Linked DNA regions of Mus musculus: all the other regions are linked to region 1. A link is a contact called in public HiCAR-type, HiChIP or PLAC-seq and promoter capture Hi-C data. All regions are on one chromosome and are shown on one strand. The core of a region is the stretch at or near the end of the contact, and the rest is flanking DNA. Distances in the headings are between cores, read along the strand shown.

Evidence for each region. Promoter capture Hi-C pulls out the DNA fragments that hold promoters and counts their contacts. HiCAR-type assays count read pairs that join an accessible place to other places. HiChIP or PLAC-seq counts read pairs in DNA pulled down with a chosen protein or histone mark.
Region 2: a contact with region 1 is called in an H3K4me3 HiChIP or PLAC-seq map of embryonic forebrain, with 9 times the contacts expected there. The contact joins the enhancer-like site here to the promoter of Rcbtb1 in region 1. A contact is called at or near these places in 12 of 39 promoter capture datasets (the 3T3-L1 cell line, 3T3-L1-derived adipocytes, the C10 cell line and 7 more), 5 of 115 datasets of contacts at active chromatin or transcription factors (embryonic forebrain, embryonic stem cells, hepatocytes and 2 more) and 1 of 9 other capture datasets (adipose tissue).
Region 3: a contact with region 1 is called in a promoter capture Hi-C map of embryonic stem cells, with 4 times the contacts expected there. The contact joins the promoter of Lats2 here to the promoter of Rcbtb1 in region 1. A contact is called at or near these places in 10 of 39 promoter capture datasets (cranial neural crest, embryonic stem cells, hippocampal neurons and 4 more), 5 of 115 datasets of contacts at active chromatin or transcription factors (astrocytes, embryonic forebrain, embryonic stem cells and 2 more) and 1 of 9 other capture datasets (embryonic stem cells).
Region 4: a promoter capture Hi-C map of pre-B cells shows a contact between it and region 1, with 4 times the contacts expected there. The contact joins the promoter of Sap18 here to the promoter of Rcbtb1 in region 1. A contact is called at or near these places in 10 of 39 promoter capture datasets (3T3-L1-derived adipocytes, cranial neural crest, frontonasal cranial neural crest and 6 more), 2 of 484 Hi-C or Micro-C datasets (olfactory sensory neurons and uterus) and 4 of 115 datasets of contacts at active chromatin or transcription factors (astrocytes, embryonic forebrain, embryonic stem cells and 1 more).
Region 5: a contact with region 1 is called in a HiCAR-type map of astrocytes, with 5 times the contacts expected there. The contact joins the promoter of Zdhhc20 here to the promoter of Rcbtb1 in region 1. A contact is called at or near these places in 12 of 39 promoter capture datasets (the 3T3-L1 cell line, 3T3-L1-derived adipocytes, cranial neural crest and 5 more), 5 of 115 datasets of contacts at active chromatin or transcription factors (astrocytes, embryonic stem cells, epiblast stem cells and 2 more) and 1 of 9 other capture datasets (adipose tissue).
Region 6: a promoter capture Hi-C map of liver shows a contact between it and region 1, with 5 times the contacts expected there. The contact joins the promoter of Mrpl57 here to the promoter of Rcbtb1 in region 1. A contact is called at or near these places in 7 of 39 promoter capture datasets (cranial neural crest, embryonic stem cells, hippocampal neurons and 3 more), 1 of 484 Hi-C or Micro-C datasets (B cells), 5 of 115 datasets of contacts at active chromatin or transcription factors (astrocytes, extraembryonic endoderm stem cells, large pre-B cells and 2 more) and 1 of 9 other capture datasets (pancreatic islet).
Region 7: an H3K27ac HiChIP or PLAC-seq map of differentiating embryonic stem cells shows a contact between it and region 1, with 6 times the contacts expected there. The contact joins the enhancer-like site here to the promoter of Rcbtb1 in region 1. A contact is called at or near these places in 10 of 39 promoter capture datasets (the 3T3-L1 cell line, 3T3-L1-derived adipocytes, cranial neural crest and 5 more), 1 of 484 Hi-C or Micro-C datasets (embryonic stem cells), 8 of 115 datasets of contacts at active chromatin or transcription factors (the NIH/3T3 cell line, differentiating embryonic stem cells, embryonic forebrain and 3 more) and 2 of 9 other capture datasets (adipose tissue and embryonic stem cells).

What each region holds. Positions count from the first base shown.
Region 1 is chr14:59,199,575-59,202,575 of GRCm38.p6, reverse strand. It overlaps Rcbtb1 (regulator of chromosome condensation (RCC1) and BTB (POZ) domain containing protein 1), which reads right to left and starts at 1,348. Exons shown (of 12, transcript NM_027764.2): 1 at 992-1,348.
Region 2 is chr14:57,976,496-57,979,362 of GRCm38.p6, reverse strand. All of the region lies in intron 1 of Micu2 (mitochondrial calcium uptake 2), which reads left to right. Among named protein-coding and RNA genes, the nearest start is that of Micu2, 21 kb to the left of the region's middle. Within about 2 kb of position 1,497, at least 19 of the 459 cell types and tissues checked have an H3K27ac peak or open chromatin away from gene starts, as enhancers often do.
Region 3 is chr14:57,744,319-57,747,417 of GRCm38.p6, reverse strand. It overlaps Lats2 (large tumor suppressor 2), which reads left to right and starts at 1,295. Exons shown (of 8, transcript NM_015771.2): 1 at 1,295-1,528. Gm52140 reads right to left here. Exons shown (of 3, transcript XM_030248241.1): 2 at 1,080-2,123. The coding sequence ends at 1,106.
Region 4 is chr14:57,796,548-57,799,496 of GRCm38.p6, reverse strand. Sap18 (Sin3-associated polypeptide 18) reads right to left here and starts at 1,308. Exons shown (of 4, transcript NM_009119.3): 1 at 1,143-1,308; 2 at 900-1,009. The coding sequence starts at 1,271. Mir3077 (microRNA 3077) reads right to left here and starts at 1,073; the gene lies at 1,010-1,073.
Region 5 is chr14:57,888,846-57,891,955 of GRCm38.p6, reverse strand. Zdhhc20 (zinc finger, DHHC domain containing 20) reads left to right here and starts at 1,620. Exons shown (of 13, transcript NM_029492.5): 1 at 1,620-1,893. The coding sequence starts at 1,776.
Region 6 is chr14:57,824,739-57,827,591 of GRCm38.p6, reverse strand. Mrpl57 (mitochondrial ribosomal protein L57) reads right to left here and starts at 1,353. Exons shown (of 2, transcript NM_026401.2): 1 at 1,270-1,353; 2 at 1-1,083. The coding sequence starts at 1,075. The coding sequence ends at 767. Ska3 (spindle and kinetochore associated complex subunit 3) reads left to right here and starts at 1,429. Exons shown (of 9, transcript NM_198605.3): 1 at 1,429-1,582. The coding sequence starts at 1,480.
Region 7 is chr14:57,920,494-57,923,591 of GRCm38.p6, reverse strand. The region is part of intron 9 of Micu2 (mitochondrial calcium uptake 2); the gene reads left to right. Among named protein-coding and RNA genes, the nearest start is that of Zdhhc20, 32 kb to the right of the region's middle. Within about 2 kb of position 1,656, at least 76 of the 459 cell types and tissues checked have an H3K27ac peak or open chromatin away from gene starts, as enhancers often do. A contact at or near this core is called in differentiating embryonic stem cells and stem cell-derived neural progenitor cells, where this site is marked.

The DNA.
Region 1 (3,001 bases), core at 99-2,598:
TTATCAAGACAGGATTTCTCTGTGTAGCTCTGATGGTCCTGGAACTCGATCTGTAGACTTCTTATAAACCGTATATTGTGGCCTAGATATACTTGAAAACTTGAAATTTTTCGTCTATATTGTGAGCCAAATTACATAGTAGATTAATTAACTGACATGTTAGGAAATCTATTCTAGTTAAAGTCCAGCAGTTTTTATCACATCTCTGGATACATATAAGGTAATGTACTGTCTTAAAATTTTTTAACTATAGATCCTAGTTAAGAAAGAAAATGTATTTCAATGTCTTGTCAGGCCTGTAAACGCATGAAGGCCCAACCTTTGTTTCATATGCTTCCTTTTAAGTACCAAATGCAGAAAGAGCAATTCAATTGCATGACTCTCGGATAAAGACCCCAGACTTCTCACTTTCTGGTACACACAGGCACTCAGTTTAAAACCTTAGAACACAAAATTTAAGCTACGAGCTTCATAGCTTTGGTTTCCTGTATATGTTCTGAGATTCGTAGAACTTAACACTTCGGATCATAAGACTTAAAAATCACAGAAGAAACACTTCAAAGATTAACGCATCACTTCCTCTTCAATAGGCACAAAGAGGGGGAAAGGAAAAAAAAAAAAAAAAACCCGCCCCGAAGTACTGGTATTCACACAATGGAGTAAAACCCAGGCCACAGAAGAAGAGAACCTAAATCCTGTTGTGATTTAAATTGAAGTCAAAATTTAAAAGACACTCTAAACTCCCGTAAGGGTCCCGTAAGCATCATCTCATGCCTGCCAGCATTTCTTGCTTTTGATGCTACGCCCGCTACAGCGCACGCCAGTCTCAGAAACTCCGATTGTTTTGCCCACCACGAGCTTTAATCCTCGTAGCAGTAACGGGGCAGAGGCGAGGGAGACTATGAATGTTTCTAAAAGCAAGCTGTATTGTCTTATAAAACTGCAACCCTCGGCTTCGGCGCTCTGCAGCAGTCAGCCTCCCACCGCTAACCTGCGTGCTCCGGGTTCCTCCCCCGCAGGGCGGACAGCGCAGCTCCTCAGAGGCAGGCCGCGGGCAACGCCACGTACTCGGCTCGCCGCACACCTGGGGGAAGCGCCCGCAAGACGGAATCCGCGGGTGCCCGGTGCGGGGTGCGCGTCGCCGGGGAGTCGCGAACGCGCCTGGTGCGCACGGCCCTCGGGAGGGCGCGGACTCAGCAGCCAGCGGCCGAACAAGGCCCTGTCCGGCTCGCCTGCTCGCTCGCCCGCACCGCCGCCCTGCAGCGCTCTACCTGTCAGGCCGCCCGGCCAGGCCCTGACTCCGCTGCGCCGCCGCCGCCTTAGCCGTAGCCGGCTCCTCCCCCCCAAAACCGGGAGCGAGCACAAGCGCCCGGGCCGCCGGTCACGTGGGCGGGTCGCGTCACGTGACACCGGAGCGCCCCGCGCAGCGCGCGCCCTCTGTCTGCTCAGGTTCCCGCTCGGGTTTGGTTGTAGACCGGGCTGCTGGCGCAGCGCAGGGGCGCCGTAGTGGCTCCCGCGAGGACCGGAAGGCGAAGGCGTCCCAGGATGGCAGCAGAGCGTGGCCTTCCTCCCGCTCCGCCCATCCCAGGCCGCTGGTCTTCAGGACACGTGTCTCTGCCCGGTCCGAGGAAGGCCAGGACGCCTAGGTCAGGAGGGCAGAGGCAAGGCTGCTGAAAGCTCTCTCTCTGCCCAGAACTTTTCTTGTGTTAAGCGGGTACAACTGAGGTCCGGAAGGGAGCGGCCGCTTTGTGCTTTGTGCTTTGTGCGTCTATCAGAAGAAGCTTATCAGTTGTAAAGTCCCCTACCGCCCTAGGCTCTCCCATTTGGCACTAGAGACCAAAGTCTACACTTGGCACCCCAACATTCAAGCTATCTTGTTTAGACTCACCTTTCCCTTTTCAGGTCCCAGCGGTAAATACAAATCCCCTTTGTTTTCTGTTTACCACTAAGCAGATGCGGTCCAAAAACCTTTCTGTCAGCACATAGTAACTACAACGTGCTTCCCCCCTATAGAGAATTCTTGTTTCTCTTGAGTACTTTCGGTGGATTACATTTTTAAATATATATATATATACCTTAAATTGCTGTAGGCCTCTCAGGGTTTGTTCATTCTTTTGCCTTGATCTCAAATGTTCAGAATCACCATTTCCTTTCTCAAAGAAAAAACAGGAGGAAGAGGTTAAAAACAGATTTTACTTAGAAATTATTGCAATATAGAAATTGAGCCCTATTTTATACCCTAATGTTTCTTTCTGTTGTACTAGTCCCTGGGTAAAATCTGTTTTTACCAGTTTAATGACTCTGGCTCTGGTTTTTTTTTTTTTTTTCCTAACATTTCCCAAAATATTCATCGGTCTCTCATCTTTCAAAATTGAGGTCAGACACCATCTATTCTTCTTGCAGACTTAACATCTTCAGTTGTTGTAAAAGTTCATTGAGACAGCCTCAGCTACAACTACTCCTCTAGTTATAATACTACATACTCAAAACAGAAAATTCACAATGCAGGTAAATGTATTACTCTGCATCTAAGAGATTAAGTATCTATTGTTACCTGATCTCACATATTATGAACTCTTCATAACAGGGCTATATGGTCTTACTACAATAACTGAGAACTGACTAGACTCTCACTATCAGCCAATGGAAGAGCAACACCAAAAATATGGAAATTTGGTAGACTTGAGGGAGGATAGAAATGGAAAATTATGGGAACATAGGGAAGAAAGGAGTCCCTTACCACAGAGTCTTTCTGAAGCGTTTTGCAGCTGCAAATAGAGTACAATTAATGTTTGTGCTGAAGGTTGCCTACAGAGAGACAGTATTCCTTTTTTATGGAAATATTTTCTAGTAAGAAGGTTAGAATACCAATGAACTATAAGGTCTGAGTGTATCTGTCCTTAGAACACCACCTTACTTCTATCCCAGATGTTTTGTAGGATTCTTAAATGATAATCTTTCTGTGTGTCTCTGTCTGGTCTCTCTTTTGTCTCTCTCTGTC
Region 2 (2,867 bases), core at 248-2,747, 1.2 Mb after region 1:
CCTGTCTACGGAAAGCCACCTTCACTCTCCTGCTTCAAGAGAAGTCTGGAATGCCATCACTAGACAATCAACAGCAAAGCACCAGAGGCGTGCCCAGTGCCCCAGGGTTCTGAGAATAGCCTTGTCTCCTTGGCCAAGGCTCTGTCACTGTAGAATTTACCATGAGACATAACTCATGCAGTGAAGATTTCTAATTTAGTCTGGAGTATTTTGTTTCATATACAATAAAATCTCCTTCATCCGGAACAAAGTAGAAAGTTTGTAATGAGTGAAAATTTCCAATCGTAAAGTTTTCTTTAAGAGAAGACATTCAGTCGTGGTACAGAATGTTCAGAGGCAAAGCAATTTTATTTCATCCAGATTATTACCAATTCCAAAATAAGGGCCCCAAATGAATAGGTCTTACTTACTACATTTTGTCTAACGCAGTGTGTGTGTGTGTTGGACATTCTGAAAGCTGTAATACTGTAAGAAAGGCCCTTCCTGTTCCCACTTTATTCTTGAGAAAAGCAGAGGCCAAAGAATGTTCAACAAAGAGCAGAGAACTTACTTTTTGTAATTTGTCACTTCATGGATAAAAAGTAGAGACAGAAGGGTGAAGCACCTGTTGCTTTAAAGGCAATAAATGAGTGAAATGTTTTAACAGAAGTCATCAGCTTTCAAAGATCTCTTTCATCCACTTCCCATCACTCACTGCTCTTAATTCCTTTGTCACATTTTTTACTGCATTACACGTAATCCTTGAAATCCATGGAGCATTTTGTATATAACTAGAACCATGTGGGCAGGTCTCACATGGGCAGTATTGCCCCAAATTCCAGCATTTTTTTTTCTTTTTGGTTCCTTCTTTCCCACATATTTAGTCTTAGATGCAGCTTTGAGGAGCAGTCATGGGGGTGATGGGAAGAATTTCACCGCCACTCACCATCTTCCACCTAGAAAGTCTCTGAAGGTTCTCCCTAGGTTTAGGGTAACAGCCTCCAGCAGGCCCCGAGCAGCCCTTTGATCTCAGCCCTGCATTCTATCCCTCCCTCTTCCTTCCCTAGGAGCTGGCTCCTCAGACAGCTGCTTTGCAGTAGAGTCCTCTTATTTATATGTAACCGTATACACTGGCCAACAGAGTCGATTTGTAGAAGCACCTTGTGAAACCTTGTTCAGATAAAGGGTAAGATTAGTGGTGTTTATCCATTCCTTCTGGAATCGTTCTGTTTATAACAAACAGGTTGAAGTAAGAAGAGACAAAAATTTCCAGTCTCCCAGGTTAAATAAGTTTAGTGCTAATACACGATGAGTGGATGTACAGACAGAGTCCACTCCTCCTCCTCCTCCTGCTGTTGCTGCTGCCACCCTCAATGCCACACATTACAGTACAAGGACAATATGGCTCTGGGTTGTTTGTTTGTTTGTTAACATTTTGTTCTATGGGCTTGAGAAGGATATAATCTCATGGAGGCCAGAGGACAGCTAGCAGGAGACAGCTTTTTCCCTCTGCAGTGTAGGCTTTGCAGATTTAATCAGGTCATAAGAGTTGGCAGCAAGCAGTTTTGTCTGCACAGCCATCTTACTGGCCATTTTAAGAATTCTTAGAGCTAATTCTGTCTAGCCCTGTACTATAGCTTTTTGAGGGTGTGTGTGTGTGTGTGTGTACATGTGTGTGTGTTTAAACAAGCTTTACAAGGTTGAATCCAGCAATATATCATATTTGAAAGCCTATTTTAAAAGACCAAAATTGATCAGTCTCTCATGAGATGTAAACTTATTAAAACATGCATGCACACATACAGGCCAGTGAGAAAAAAAATATTTTCCCATTTGATTTATAGTGGTCTTTTTCTCTGTTTTTATTTAACTTGACCAGACAGATCTGTTTTCCAGTGTGACTGCTGTGCTCTCGAGACATCCATTTGCCTCACTGACTTCAGAATCTCCCATTTTCTTTTGAAATGTAGTTTTCATTGATCCCTGCTGCCTTTGCCTTAGTTTTTCCCCCACAGAATTTTGTATAGGCCTTATCTTAGATTTTAAACAGACATTCTAGCTAATTATGTTATTTACCAAAAAATGATGTGACTGTATTTCCTGATTCTATCCATCCTGACCTAAGTACTTTTCTCTTTGCATTATGCTATCAGTTGAAGAACATAGCAGTGTTAGTAGCATCTGCTATATAGTAACTGAGTACATGTAAAGTGCAGCTGACTACACTGGGACATATCCTATGGCCTAAATATGCTTGGGGGTTCTCCCTGTGCTCAGGTTGGGAGTTATATCCAAGTGTGTTGGGGGTGCCTTTTGTTTCATCTGTTCTCTCATTTTGGGGTATCTGCCAGTTTAGCTTCATAGTTCCTAGGTCACAGTTATTCTGGCCCTGGCCTGGACAGGACATGGGAGGAAAAGGCTGACTTTGGGCCTTTGGTGGGCACAGTGATGGGGACATCAGTAGGAATAGGAAGTACTTGTTTTTCCTTGGCTTTGTACAAACCAGAAGCAGACACCCCTTCATCTGTCCCTCACCACCTCACAAGTGCAAACTGCAGTAGGGGTGGCCCTCCAAGTCAAGCCATTAGTAGCCTGTGCCTGGCAGCTCCACCATCTGCCGTGGCTCGGGAGGTCACCGGTGAACTCATGCACCACACTGTTCTCCCTGCAAGAAGAGCCTGGGTCTGCCTGGGTTACCCTGCACTTTCAGACACAAGTGTACTGTATGAAAATCCTTTAAGGCAAGCTTAAAATCTTACATTTTTAGCATGGCTGTTTAACTTTGGGTGTTAGGTTTTTGGGGAAGTTAGAAACAATTAAGAACTTTTACTTACTGAGCTCATGAATTTGTAAATTTTTTAAATGACTTTTTGCTTTAAGTAAGAGTG
Region 3 (3,099 bases), core at 46-2,545, 1.5 Mb after region 1:
TCCCTCCCTCCCTCTGCACCCCTACTTTCCCCCTCTACCGGGTTTCTCTGTGTAGCCATGGTTGTCCCGGAATTCTCTCTGTAACCAGATTGACCTTGAACTCAGAGATCACCTGCTTTCCTGAGAGCTGGGATTATAGGTGTGCATCACTAACCGGCTTCCCTAACATTTCTTAGAGCAAGAGATAGGAACTTTTAACACACAGTGAAGGTTGCCAGTGCGCTTGGGGAGATGGGGGAGGAAGTTCCCAGGTGAGTGCTAGACTCCTCTTTTACAGAATATTACTTGATGCATTGGTTTCTCATCACGGTGCAAGATGTCAGTGTAGCACACAGGGTCAGGCTGACTAAAGAAAATGAGGCTAATCTGCAAGAGGCTTAATTATTAAAGTTCAAAGGACAAAGAAATGAGAATCTCTGGAAGAAGCCTTAAGGGAATTAGAGAGGTGGGGGTGGGGGTGGGGGTGGGGGTGGTGGTGGTGAGGGGCAGTCCAGGACTAAAGTCTGTTGAGGCAGTTAAAACAGTCCTGACAAGGGTTCTTCTGACAAGACAGCCTGAATTTGGCACAGGAGAGGGGGCTCGACTTCCTTCCCGAGGACAAAAATAAAAACTGGTACAAATGATCTTCACTCTTGTGAATTTCTTCCGGAATTGAAACTTCAAATGTCACGTTTGCTAATTAAAGAGGAAGTCTGGTTGACTTTTAAGACTATTAGTCCCCACCATCACTTACCACAGATCGTAAGTTGGTGGGGAGTGTGACGTTAGACAGCCAATAGTAAACGAAAGACTTTGCTTCCACGCTGTTATTTCTCAGCGTCTGTCCCTGGACCAAATCCCCAAATGGAGGATAAAGGAGTGGCCGAAGTGTAAACGCCAGTCTCCTCGGCTGGTTCGTGCAATACTGATGTGTTTTATAAAACCATAAGGCACTTTCCTAAAACGTGCCCAGGGAGGGAGCTGGTTAGCCTGCGTCCGGTTAAGCCCAGGCTGTCAGGCGTCCCGGTTTATTATTTGATGCCCGGGTCTCAGCAGCCGGCTGCACTTTCCGTGGCTGGCACCGGGGCCTGTGAACTTACTTTTCTCACCCACTGGTACGAGGCGTTTAGGGAAACCGGCGCTCCCGGGCTGGGGGCTTCCGACGCGAGCCCAGCGCAGGGCAGGTGGCCGCCCAGCCAGGCGGCGCAGGAAGCGGCCCGTGGGGCGGAGCGGGCGGCGGGTAGCAAGGCCGCGGGCGCCCCGCCCGGGCTGGTATGCGGCCGGGAGTGACGCGGGAGGAGGGGTCACGTGACGCCCGTGGAATGCCAACAATGTAGCGAATGTCCCGCTCGGGTCTGCGCTTCGGAACCGCGGCGTGAGCGCCCCGGGAAGATGGAGCCGCCGCCGCCAGCGCCGCCGCCGCTTCCCCGGGCTCCCCCGACCCTCCGGGGTCAGCAACCACTGCCGCCACCGGCGCCCGGTCTCCCGGCGCGCGAGGTCCCGGAGCCGCGGGCCAGGACGCCGCCGAGGGTGTAGAGCGCTCCCGGAGGTGAGGGGCCGCGGCCGGGAAGTTTGTCGGGACAGGGCTCCGCCCGGTCCCACGGGCGAGCTGCCCTGCGGGACAGGGACAACCCGTCCGCTGGGTCCCGGGCGGGTGCGGAGCAGCGGGTGGCGGCGGCGGGGCGGCTTTGTTGTGCTCGCGCGGCGGCGTCCGGAGGCCCAGACCCCGCGTCCCGCGGCGCCGACCCCGCCCAGCCTGGGCCTCCGTGCGCCGCGCCGTCCACCACGCGCGCTCGCGGCCTTGCGCGCTGCACCTCTGGCCCTCGGCGGCGCGGTGCCCGCCCGGTGTCCGGTGTCCCGTCCCCGGCTGCGCCGTCCGGCGGTCGGTGCGGGGCGGTTGCGTAACGTCTCTTTTGAGCCGACTTCTCCCGGGCCGGCCTCCGCCGCGACTCCACGGCCTGAGTCCGTAGCGCTGGTCACGCACGAGCCTCGCCTGCGTGGCCCGGGTCTCGCCCGGGCGACTTCGGCCACCAGCGGCGTGCAGGAGGCGGCCGGGTGAAAACTTATGCCTGTGAGTGTGAGCGGGAGAGAACTGGACGTGCAGATTTTGTTGACAAAAAAGTTTGAGCGAGGACTTTTCACGCCTTTAAATTTCCCCTGCTTGCCCGTAATGTAGCCGCTTATTAGGGAATTTGTACCAAGTCTTGCTCCATATTTTTAGTTTAACCCCAGGTTAGGTCAGTAAATGATGCTCACCAGTTTTGAGTGCTAAATCTGGAGACAAGGCTACTTTTTGTGATTTTTCTTTTCTCCCCTTTTAGCAACTGTTGTAATAAGGCGCTAACAAAAAAAAAAAAATCTTCCAGCATAGGAATGCAGACGCTGCTTAGAAAGCCTGTTTTTAACTTAACTATAGTTAACAATACATTACAGTATTCAGCCTCTCGTAAAATTTTGGTTATCCAGGTATAGAAAACGCTGTTGAACGAATTCACCATGGTTCCTTTGAAATTGCTTAACTTTTACCACACTTCAAAATGTCAGCTTCATATGGTACCAACAGAGGCTGCTATACAGAATTACAGAATCCGAAGTTTTGAACTGAGAGTTTTTCAGCTTCGCCATCTAGTTGGAATAGTATAAATGTAAATTGGAGCTGTGGGTTATTTCTTTCCTTCGAGAAATCACGGCCTTGGTGGGAGGGACTTTCAGTGGTGGGAGGGACTTTCAATGATGGGCGGGGAACACGTTTACAATAAAATGCCTTGTTATTTTAAATGCTGTGTTGTAAATAGCCTGCCCTAGGCCCTTAAAACCCACTGGAGAGTAGAATGGAGGTTGGAGCTGGTAAATCCACACTAAACTCGAACGAAAGCTATTGGGGAACCATGTGGGGGAGGGTAACGCGGGGGTGGGGGTTTTGTGTTTGTATCGGGAAACCTAGACCAACACAACGTTTTGTATTTATTTCATGCTTGTAATAGCGCGAAACTTTTAAGTAATATTTCGTACTATTTAAAAATAGTATGCTTGAAGGACTACAGATGATAAATTTAATGCATTTATGTTGTCTTGGCTGTGAATGTGCTGTACAAATGGTTGATATGTTCCAGTCCACAG
Region 4 (2,949 bases), core at 59-2,558, 1.4 Mb after region 1:
GAAAGTCTCAAGAGCATATGCTGAAAGGTGTGTACAGTAAACACTACATTTTTAAAGTGAAAAACTTGATTATTCCAAGATTTTGATATCCATGTGGTTCTGGAACAATCTCTACAGATAACAGAGAGATAACCCTCTTTAGAAAGCTGGGCTCACGGAATAGAAAAGCAGCACTTAAGCAAAGTCCGGGCAAGCTGGAAAATTCATTTGTTGGGGGACACGGAATTTTAGTATGTGGAGAGTGGCTTAAATTCAGCCGCTACTCAGTAGTTTTCCCTTATAAATTCAATCACTAGCTCGTGTTTTGGATGGGGGTGGGGGGATGGGGGGTTGTTTGTCTGTTTTCCCGAGAAAGGGACTCTTTTGTGGTGTATCTTACCACCGCAACAAAAATGTATTAAAATTCGCCTTTGCTGCTTTTCCAAAGCTATTACAGTGTCAACCTGACACAATCCAAAGGACAAGCCTGTAACGGTCCTAGCTGCGTGGGTCCTGAGCAAGGCAGGTACTCGGAGATGAAACACTTGGGACAGCCGTCCTCACCGTGCAAACACCAAACGCTTTGACACCAAGGGCCGGGGCAGAAAGGGCTCGGTGTTGATGGTGCTTTTTAATATCTTGGTGCTGCGTGGCTCGAGGCTTCCCATTGCCTCCACTCTGCGAACACGGTTCACTCAACAGCCATCTCCCTCCCCGTCCTCTACCATCTTATCCTACCGCACCGTAAGCTACCTACGTATCCTTTTGTACCGGGCGGCCACACGGCGAGAGCGACGCCGGTCAGTTCACTCTGACCTAACGTTTCATCCCCACTCCCGAAAGGCGTCACACGGCGGGCGAGCCCGCCCTGGCTGTCCCCGAGGACGCAGCCCGCCAGGCCCGGGTCCCGCGCGGCTCACCAGGTGTAGATCTGCAGCTCGCTCGAAGGCACGTTCCCGCGGGAGAACTCGTCCATTCGGTGGTGGCGGCCGTTGTTGGTGGTGAAGACCCGCAGCAGGAGCGGGCAGGTCTGCGGAGAAGCAGGGAGTCAGCCTCGGGCGCGCCATTTGGCCTGCCCGCCCACCCGTCCGCAGGCCGCGCCCGCCCTCCCGCCAGCTCGCCGCTGCTGCCACCTCTGCCCCGCAGCCGCCCGCAACCCGCACCTTCTCGCGGTCGATCGGCTTCTCCGGCTCCTTCTTAATTTCCTCCTGGGTAACGCGCGACTCCACCGCCATCTTCCTCCTTCGGCCCGGGAGACGCTCGCCCTGACCTCCGACCCCTGCGGCGAGCATGAGCTAGTCGTCTCTCGCGAGGAAAGGCACGAGGTTTTATAGGAAACGAGTGGCAAGGCGGGGCATCGCATGGCGCAGGCGTATTTCCGTATGTGTGGGTGCACACGCACGCACGCGCGCGCGTACGTGTTGCCTTGGGGAGAGGGGTGGGGCACACGCATGCGCAGTGCTCTACAGGCGTCTTGATCGTTCTTAGTTGTTTTCTTACGTGCTCACTGCCCAGGTCAGCTTAACGTAATATTTTCATGCGTAGTGATGAAAATGTGTAGCGATCACGAAAAACTTAAGAAAATTCACATGACATGTAAAAATATGAACCAGGTAGTCATAGTGATGATAAACCGACTGAACTGGTTAATATGGACCCCCAGTGCAGAAAGGTACTGCAAGGCCAGCGAAATGATACCTTTTCTGTAGATGATGGGGTAAAGCTGTCTGTTTAGGGGCTATGAATGAAATAGGCTCTTTTTATGTCACGCAAAATTCAAGAGAGGCAAATCCAGCGGCATGGTGATGCATACCTTCACCTGGTCTTCAGAGTGTCAGGACAGTCAGGGCTATGTGGAGAGAGCCTGTTTCAAAACAAAAACTACAAAAGTATCAGTGAGAAAGACTGATTGAAAAAACCTTCATGCCGGCCAGTGGTGGCGCACTCCTTTAATCCCAGTACTTGGGAGGCAGAGGCAGGCTGACTTCTGCATTTGAGGCCAGCCTGGTCTACAGAGTGAGTTCCAGGACAGTCAGGGCTACACAGAGAAACCCTGTCTCAGAAAAAGAAAGAAAGAAAGAAAGAAAGAAAGAAAGAAAGAAAGAAAGAGAGAGAGAGAGAGAGAGAGAGAGAGAGAGAGAAAGAAGGAAAGATAGAAAGGAAGGAAGGAAGGAAGAAAGAAACCTTCACAATATGCTATAGATACTAAAACATAAACCCCATAGCTCCATTTTAAAGCAGTTGCTTTAAAAATGAAATCTAGACAGTAAGCATGTAAGGTTCGGAATGTCACTGCTAACCCAGAGAGTTCGTTAAAGATCTGGTGACTGCTTTTAATAGATTGCTTTACAAACAAATCGGATGTAGTATATCTGCAAAAATTAGACACTGCCAGTAGCAGCTGTTGGCCTTGGCACTTCTGAACTCCGGTGAGAAGGCAAGCTGGCACACACTTTGGATTCTTTAGGGTTCCTTGCTAGTCATCCTCTAGTCCTTACAACCCCTTCTTGCTGATAGACTCTAGAGAAAATCTTTGCTAGGAGTATATCCAGAGACATTATGAGAATGCTCTTCACTTGAGGTTCTTACAGAGGACCAGGCTACAATTCAAAACACCTGTAACTCCAGTTCCAGAGGCTCTGATGTCCTCTTCTGGCTTCCTTTGGGCACTGCATGCATGTGGTGCACAGACATGAAAACAGTCAAAACACCCATACACACAGCATAAAAATAAACAGATTTAAGAGGATGTAGAATGCTCATAACTTCAGACAGAAGCTGCTCCTGTAGCGAGGACAAGCCAGGCCTTACTAAATCCTCTATCTAGGACCTCCTTCCCTAAACTGCTGTGCTCCTAGTCGTTAACAGACCCAAGGCAGGGTGGGACAACACAACTTGCTAAATCTCTGCCTAAATTCCTGTCTTGTACCTTCACTATCTGCTAAATTCAGAGGTCCTCCGCCTTGTAGA
Region 5 (3,110 bases), core at 371-2,870, 1.3 Mb after region 1:
ATTCTGTCAAAACCACCCACCACCCACACACACCTCACTGGGAACTGAACCTATCACCACACATGAGTTTTATGTGGTCTTCCACTGGGCTCCATCCTTAGCCTCCAGATTCCATGTTGTATCTTAATTCTTTGAGACAGTTTTTCTGGGAAAATAGCTGAATTTTACCCACCTTAGTGCCCTAGAGTTGGGTCAATTTTGCCACTAATATGTAGTCAAAAATTTGAAGTCAGAATATGTTTGCTTTTTTTTTTTTTTTTTTTTCTCTAGACAGGGTTTCTCTGTGTAGCTCTGGGTGTCCTGGAACTCACTTTGTAGACCAGGCTGGCCTTGAACTTAGAAATCTACCTGCCTCTCTCTCCCAAGTGCTGGTATTAAAGGTGTGCACTTCTGGGTCCTAATGTCATCTTTAGGGCATGTTGCAATTTTCTTATTGTATACATGTTACTTTAATGTAACAGTAGTGTATGGTGACTAAATATTAATACTCATTTTACTAAGTCTTTATCATACTATAATAGCAGTTACCTTCTTCTTGGAGACTTTAGTAAATAGTCTGTTTTAGCTGACCTCAAACTCACAGAGTTCCACTGTCCTCTTCCTCCTGAGTGTGTGGAATTAAAGGCATGTGCCACTATGCCCAGGGCCAAAACCCAAACCAACCCAAACCAAACTTAAAAACTTTTCATTTGTCCTCAGACAACCCCTGGGCCACACATCCTCATGAGCAGTGGTCCATGCACATCCGCACATAGAATGTAAATAAATGAATGTACTGTGTTTTAAAAGAATGTATGAAATTATTCCTAATGATTGTACATTATGATGTTTCACAGCAAGGCTTCTAGATTCTAAGATTGCAGTCATTACTTAGCAATCTCCAGCTGTAAATATTTGAAAATCCCACTCCAGGAAAGGGCTGTTTCTATATTCTGCTTTCATGGTGTAACCTTAAATGTGGACTCCAAATCAAACTGACCTGTTGTATATGGCTTCCACCTTAAATCTCAGGCTCCTACCAATTCAAACAAAACATGGTGGAGAGAGCGATACGTGGACCAAATTATCCCAGGGGATTCTTCATTGGAGACACATTATAGTCACAGGAGTCTTATATTTAAGTATATATAATATTTTTCTTGCTTGCACGCTTGAGTGATGCACAGCCTTATGTAATAGGGAACCCGACTTGTATGGGTCCTGAAAGACCTAGGGGAAGAGTGTTATACAGAGTGCCACCCAAGGCACACAGGGCAGCTAAGAATTCATTCCTCTCCCCTTGCGCATCCCCATCCCTCTCGTCACCCAGTCCTAGATGGCCTCCTACACATCCTTAGCACTCTCCTCTCTTTTCCACCAAGGCACCCCCAAATCCCATGGGCGGGCCTGAGCAGAAGCCCCGCCCCAACTTCAGGCCCCGCCTCCTTCGGCCGGGTAGCCCCACCCCCTACGGGGATTGCCAGGCGCGGGACTAGGGGCGGAGCGGCAGGATGCGGGGCAGGGGCGGACCCGGTCCAGGCGCCGGGAGGGGCGGAGTTGCAGCGTCGCCCTTCACAGCTCGCAGCGGGATGAGAGGCGGGCCCGGAGGCGGGCCCGAGGGCGGGGTCAGGGGCGGACCCGGGCCAGGCGCAGGGAGGGGCGGAGTTGTGGCGTCGCCCTTCGCCACTGCTTGCGGCGGCGGAGCCTCGGGGGCGGGGAAGCTGGCGACAGGGCCGCTGGGGTCTTGTGGTCCTACAGAATCGTGGGCAGCGGGACCCGGCAGTCAGCAGAGGAACATGGCGCCCTGGACACTCTGGCGCTGCTGCCAACGCGTGGTGGGCTGGGTTCCGGTGCTCTTCATCACCTTTGTGGTCGTCTGGTCCTACTACGCGTACGTGGTGGAGCTGTGCGTGAGTGAGTACGGGAGGCGCGGGCGGCGGGCCGGGCCGCGGGTGGCAGGCCGAGGCCTCGGCGCCGCGTTCTGATTCCGCGGGGCGGCCTGCGCTTCCCCAGCCCGTGGGTTCCACGTCCGAGGGTTCCGGCCCGCGCTTCTCCGGCGGTGGGGGCCCCTGTCCGTGGGTTTCTGCCCACGGCTCGCTGCTCGAGGGGTCCCGAGTTCGGGCCTGCGCGCCGCCCACGCTCCAAGCTTCCGGGTGGCTGCAGTCGCCTTGGGGCTCCCACCCTTCTGTGACGGAATGCTCACAAAGGCCTTTCCTTTTGAACTAGAGAACCCCTTCTGAGACGGCTTGTGAGGTCAGTTTGGCTAAAACACACGCACACACGCACAAAGAAATCTTTTCCTCCCAGATTGTTGCTCCCCAAACTGCGCGAGAAGAAGCGCGTAAGCTGAAAGCAGCCTGGGGGCCTGGGAGGGAGGTGTGTCTCCCGGGTCTGCAGTGTGGGCTCAGCCCCTGGTCTGAGCTGTATTTGACCCTTTTTAATATTCATCTGGGGGTCTCAGTGCTGGATTTACACAAAATGTTGTTTTGAGGCACAAGGAATTGAACAAGAGAGGTGCAAGCTCAATGACTTTTTTTTTTTGCCTGTTTACTTTGTAGGTTTGTATTGCTTATACCTTTAGTTTTAGGGCTTTGGTTTAGTTTTACTTTTGCTATTTTTCTTATTTAATTTTTTTTACCGTATGGTTCTTACCTGATTTCCTGGGATAAAGGAATAGCGTTGCATTATACTTACATGACTTAGCCGATTGGTTCATTGTCATTAACACCCTAGGCCATTACTATGTCAGTGATACTAAATAATTGCCTGTAAGCTTTGAGTGTGCGTTCTATACCTACTGGCTCTTTACTGTGTTCGTCTCCCGTCAGCATTATTAAATAAAACCCTAAGAAAAAGCAGTCCCTTGGTTTCCCAGAAGTGATGTGGTTTTAATTTTCAGACAGAGCCCTCGGTTATCTGAAGGACAGATTTTCTTTGGGGAAAAACATACGGGGTAAATACAAGAATGAAAAAAAAAAAAAATCGGGCTGGTGAGATGGCTCAGCGGGTAAGGGAACTGATTGCTCTTTCGAAGGTCCTGAGTTCAAATCCCAGCAACCACATGGTGGCTCACAACCACCCATAAAGAGATCTGACACCCTCTTTTGGTTCGTCTGAAGTCAGCTACGGTG
Region 6 (2,853 bases), core at 104-2,603, 1.4 Mb after region 1:
GTTACTTCACAACTGTAATTTTGCTGTTATCATAATACAAATCTCTGATACTCAGCCTCATGAAAGGGTTCTGCAACCACCACAAGGGGTCATGCCCAACAGGTTGAGAATGGCTATCCTAGACAGAAAGTAAGAAAACACCCCTTGTACAACAAAGCTCTAGCCAAGTACCTCAGCCTTAAGACTCATCAGTTTGTAGTTTTACAGCATTTAAATCTAAAAGGTGCAAGGTATGGTGGCACTTGCCTTTAGTCACAGCACTTGGGAGGCAGAGGCCAGTAGATCTCGGAGGTCAAGGCCAGCCTAGCCTATACAGCAAGTTCTATGGCTATATAGTGAGACAAACAAAAAAAAAAAAAACCCCACATTTTACAGAAGGGCAGGGAACCATGCCTGTAATTCCAGTAGCTAGGCACAGGGAGGGCTGCTGCAAGCTTTAGGCCAGAAAAAATAAAAAACAACCCTGAAAATAGACCGATTATGCACATATGGAGCCTCAAACAGTCTCTTTTGGCCTTCTGAGTCTAGGTCTTACTAACTACATCAGCAAAGATTTTCCTGCCTCCACCTCTTAATGTTGGGATTACAGGTGTGAAACAAACGCCTAGGTAGGGTCCCAAGTATTCCGTATGAGACAACTATTAATCAATCATGTTTGCTTTAATAAGATACTGGTCGAAGGGGTCACACTGGTACATAAATTACATTTTCTCAGCTCCAGGACCAAGTAAGGATAGAGCAGTCCGGTATCCATAATCTTGAAGGGTTAGGACCATTTCTTCGAGATGTTGAGATGGTCTAGCTGGTCTGCAATGTATCTATGCTTAGGGAACTTGGAAGTGGCCGCTGCCTTGATGGCTTCAAAAGCCTGGGCCCGTCGCTCCGCGGCGTGGCCGCACTCCTGCTCTGCTGTCATGTAGGGCATGCTGAGCCAGTAGTGGTTCTCGGCCTCCACCTCCAGGCGACGGATCATGCTCTCCTTCGCTTGGAAAGACACGGTACGCGGCCGCCGGTGCTTCCCGATCCACTGCCTGCCCGGAATGCGGCCGCGGAGGAGGACAGCGGTGAGGAACATGGTGCCTCCTGAGGAAATGACACGAAAGCCGCGGTCGCTGAGCCCCGGACCCGGGAAGCGAGCAACCGGCGTGCCAAGCTTGCGCCCACATCCCGCGGCCGAATCCAGAGCACGCTCGGCCTCTCGCCGGAAGTGAGTGGCCGGGAGCCGACTACACTGCAGGATATGGGGGTGGGGGCTCCCCGAAAACCCACCTCGCGTACCAACCGGCCCGGGACACGCTCCCCTCGGCGCTCCGCGTCCCCCGACCGATGCGGCGGCGCGCTGCTTCCGGTCTCTCTGGGGCCCTGATGCTAGAGTTCCGCTCTCGCGAGAGACGCCTTCTGCGCCTGCGCAGGATTCAAATGTGTAGCGCGTTCGTTCGAGGGGACTGGAGGTCAGCAGTCGGCTCGGCGGCCCTCAGCATGAACCCCATCCAGAGTTTCCACTGTAAGCTGCGGGGTCTGGCCACCACGCTGGACAGCGAGACGGCCCGGCTGCTGAGAGCGCTGGACGGCGAGGACAGCGGTGAGTGGGCGCGGGCGGGAGAGTGCGGTTCTCAGCGGGCGGTGTCGTCCAAGGGGCGTAGCTGATCTGTGATGGAAACTGTGCGGACAAATTCTCCTTGTGGCCGCAGGCGAGCGGGTGGTTGGGTGTTTGTTAACAACATCCAGTGGCAACTGTATTAAGACGCACTAAAACCCTGTTTTCTGTACGTGTAAAGTCATTTCGTCTCACTCGAATGGGCCCCTATTGAAGCAAGCATCTGCATTTTCTCCACTAACACTCTATTTGAAGTACAAATACTCGGCACTGCTGTTTTTTTGTTTGTTTTAAGATTTGTTTATATATGTATATGAATGCTCTATTTGCGTGGATGCAGGCACGACAGAAAAGGGCAGCAGATCCCATTATACATGGTCGTGAGCCACCTTGTAGTTGCTGGGAATTGAACTTAGGACCTCCAGAATTGGAGCCAGTATTCTTAGCCACTGAGCCATCTCTCCCGCCTCTTGTTTTATTTTTTAATAATAAAATTAAACATCATTTCTAACTTGTACTAGAGATTTTTTTCTTTTTTCTTTTTTCTTTTTTTTTTTTTTCGAGACAGGGTTTCTCTGTGTAGCCCTGGCTGTCCTGGACCTCACTTTGTAGACCAGGCTGGCCTCGAACTCGGAAATCCGCCTGCCTCTGCCTCCCGAGTGCTGGGATTAAAGGTGTGCGCCACCAAGCCCAGCCTGAGATTTTTTTAAAAAGTTGCAAGGTCACGGAGTGGCGTCCGCCATGAATCCCAACACTCAAGAAGCTGAAGGAGGTAGATTTTTGCGAGTTCCAGGCTAGCACCTGACCAATCAACCAGGCTTAGTGAGACCCTGTCCAAAAAAAAAAAAAAAAAGAAAGAAAGAAAAAAAAGAAAAAAAATCGATGCAAAAGTAGTTCAGATTTTGAGATTATCATAAAATGTCATAAATGTAATCTGTCTCGCACCCAGTAGGTCGAATGTAGTGGCACTTGCCTTTAATCCCAGCACTCTAGAAGGCATAGGCTGGCAGATCTCTGAGTTTGAGGCCAGCTTGATCTACAAATCGAGTTCCAGGACATCCAGGGATATACAGGAAACCCCTGTTTTGAAAAACAGAAACAAAGCAAAAATTGCACCCCGTAGACACAGATTCCTCTTACTTATAACTAACTCTCCATTTGGAAATGTTTTGGAGACTATAAAAGTAACATGTACTGTAGGAAATTTCAAATACAGAAAAGTAAAAAGAGTATATGTATTTTCTATTTAATTCGTA
Region 7 (3,098 bases), core at 407-2,906, 1.3 Mb after region 1:
AGAAAAGAAGACTCAGAGACAAAGGTTAGAAATCAGGATGGCTGTCCAGTCAGTGCTGTAGCAGCCTCGAGTTTAATTCTCCTAGGCTTTAAATACTTTACAGTATGGAGGGAAGCAAAGTCACAAGCCAGCAGAGACAATGGCTGATGTACATTTGATATCTGTACCAATCCAGAGGCCTCCCTATTCCTCCCTGTTCCTTCCTCCAAGATTAACAGAGCTCAGCCCCTTGCCTTGAGCTTCAAGTGCATCTCCTCTTATCATTCCATGGGTCAGCAGGCCAGGAAATCTGCCAGGAAACTCTGCCTGGCAGGTAGGCTTTCACAGAAGCAGGCAGAATGGCTCCTGACAACAAAGAAAAGGCATGGGGTGAAGAGCAACTGAGAGCTCACATCTTAATCCACAGGCAGGAGACAGAGAAGCACATGGGACATTGCAGTCTTTGAAACCTCAAAGTATGACACACCTCCTCCAATAAGCCACGCCTCCTAACCCTTCTCAAATAGTTCTACAAACTGTGTGTGGATTTCAAGTGGTGTGTGTTTGTTTTATTTGTGTTTGTTTTGAATAAGTGCCTTGCCATACTGTGTGGACGGATCTTATACTTGGGAGCTCAAGTGACCTTTCACCTCAGCTGTGGCTGTTTCTATTCTTATGTTAACTTGGATCCCCAGAATTGTTTGCATAGGAATTTGTATATCCACACATGAGACATTGAGGGACCCTGCCCCAAATTGGTTCTCATTGGTAAATAAAGATACTGGCAGCCAAAGGCTGGGCAGCACAGACAGAGGCAGTAGCCCATGTAAGTGGAGGGGAATGCTGTCCAACTGGGTCCAGGGCAGCAAAGATGAAATATAACATTTAATAAATAATAACTCAGGATTATCAGAGGGAGGTGGATTAGCCCCTGTGGGGGCGGAGGGGGGGGGCAGTGTTTACGAAGATGGTGCATTTCTTTAATCCCAGCATCCCAGAGGCAGAGGCAGATAGATCCTGAGTTCAGTGCCAGCCTGGTCTACAGAGCAAGTTCCAGAACACCCAGGATTACACAGAGAAACCCTGTCTCAGAAAACAAAAATTTTTACATTAAAAACAAGGAAAATTTACAACTTTGCTTAGATACAAAGGAAACTTATGTAATCCCAGAGACGTTCCTAGTATTAGAGAATAGGAAGTCAGATATTATACATATAAATGTTTCTCCTGGGCTGTGTCAGGCTGACAGCTGGGGCAAATTACGATGTAATGGATTCTTTTTAAATCTGTGACTACAAAACACTTAAAGGACCCAAGACTTCCCTATTCAGTATCAGAGAGCTTTACAGGCTAGTCTGTTGATCTCTACAAAGTATCTGAAACTTTCATCTGTTTCCAAATCACCCTGCACAATTTAATGGATGCTTACAGAAGATGCAGGATTATTGGGTCAGAGCCAAAAACCAAAAACAAACAAAATAAAAAACAACAAAAAAAACTAATACTCATCACACAACAATAGTATGAGCGTCCTGTTTGGGAAGGTTTCCCCTTGCCCATAGCAGCTGCTCTGAGAGTCCCAGAGGAAAGCTGCTGTGTGTTCATACACAGCCCAACCCGCTGTCTTTCAGAAGAGGCAGGAAGCAGCGTGTCCTGACCTGTGCTGCAGAAGCAAGCATTGTTTTCAATGTGTGGCAGGAAACAAAGCCGTCCTCTGTCTGGGGAAAACACTATGTATTCAAGGCTGCCCATGATACATCCATCTATGGAAAGATGTTCAGGAACCAAACAAGGCAATTGTGCCTCTGTTGAAAAGATATTTAAGAAGTGTTGTCTCCCACAGCAAGAGGCCACCCAGCAGCACACCAGACACGTGAGGAAAGGACCTGTGCTAGATAGTTTTATATCAGCTTGACACAAGCTAAAGTCATCTGAGAGGAGAGAGCCTCACGTAAGAAAATGCCTCCATAAGATCAGGCTGTACGAAAGTCCATAGGGCATTTACTTCCTCAGCGATTGTTGGGGGAGGGCCCAGCCCATTGTGGGTGGTGCCATCCCTGGGCTGCTGGTCCTGGGTTCTATAAGAGAGCAGGCTGAGCAAGCCATGAGAACCAAGCCAGTAAGCCCTTTCCTCCCGAAGTTGCTTTGGTCGTAGTGCTGCATCACAGCAAGGGTAACCCTTGCCAGGGCAGGACATGAAGTCACAAGGAGAGAAATCACAGTGTCGAACCTCATTTTGAGGTGGTCCAAGGTCAGGTGGTAATGAGATGCCATTTTTACCGATCAGAAGAGCCTAGCGTGCACAAGCTTCTGAGTTCGCCCTCAGTGTGGTGAACAGTAAGAAGGAGACATCAGAAGGATTGTATTCCATGCCTGTTTTAAGATCATGATATGATACACAAAGAAATTCTCCTTGTTTCACAACTGTGATGACAAATTCACTGTGGAAAAAAAAGAAAGCAACGTGCAGAACTGTGTGAAGAGCTTGTTCCCGGGTTCAGCCTGGCAGTTTGTGTGGTGTGGGTGCACGGCCGCTTTTGTGGGAGCCGTGTATTTTTGGAAGCACAGAGGCATTGTTGGTGCAGTGAGATCAGAAGAGGGGTCGCCCTTCCTGCCAACATCGTCCAGAGAATCTGATACCTTCTGGCCTCCGTGGACACCAGGCATGCAAGTGGTGCACAGATAACACCATACACATAGGGAAAAGAATTTTTTTCATTTGTTGCAGTTTTACAAATAAATCTTTGGTTATTCCACAAAGACCCACAGAGGCTGAGAGCAGTGCAGCTTGAGTAGACGCATGCGCACAGACTGGAGGGCGCTAGGGCCCTGCCGAGACAAAACGCGGAAGAACATACCTTCAGATTAAGAGCTTTGAACGTGTCTGTGTGTACCTGGAACCCAGCCACTCCTGAGACTGAGGGGAGAGGGGTGAAGAGGTAGAAATCAGGGCTGGTGAGATGGCTCAGTGGGTAAGAGCACCCGACTGCTCTTCCGAAGGTCAGGAGTTCAAATCCCAGTAACCACATGGTGGCTCACAACCATCTGTAAGGAGATCTGACGCCCTCTTCTGGAGTGTCTGAAGACAGCTACAGTGTACTTACATATAATAAATAAAT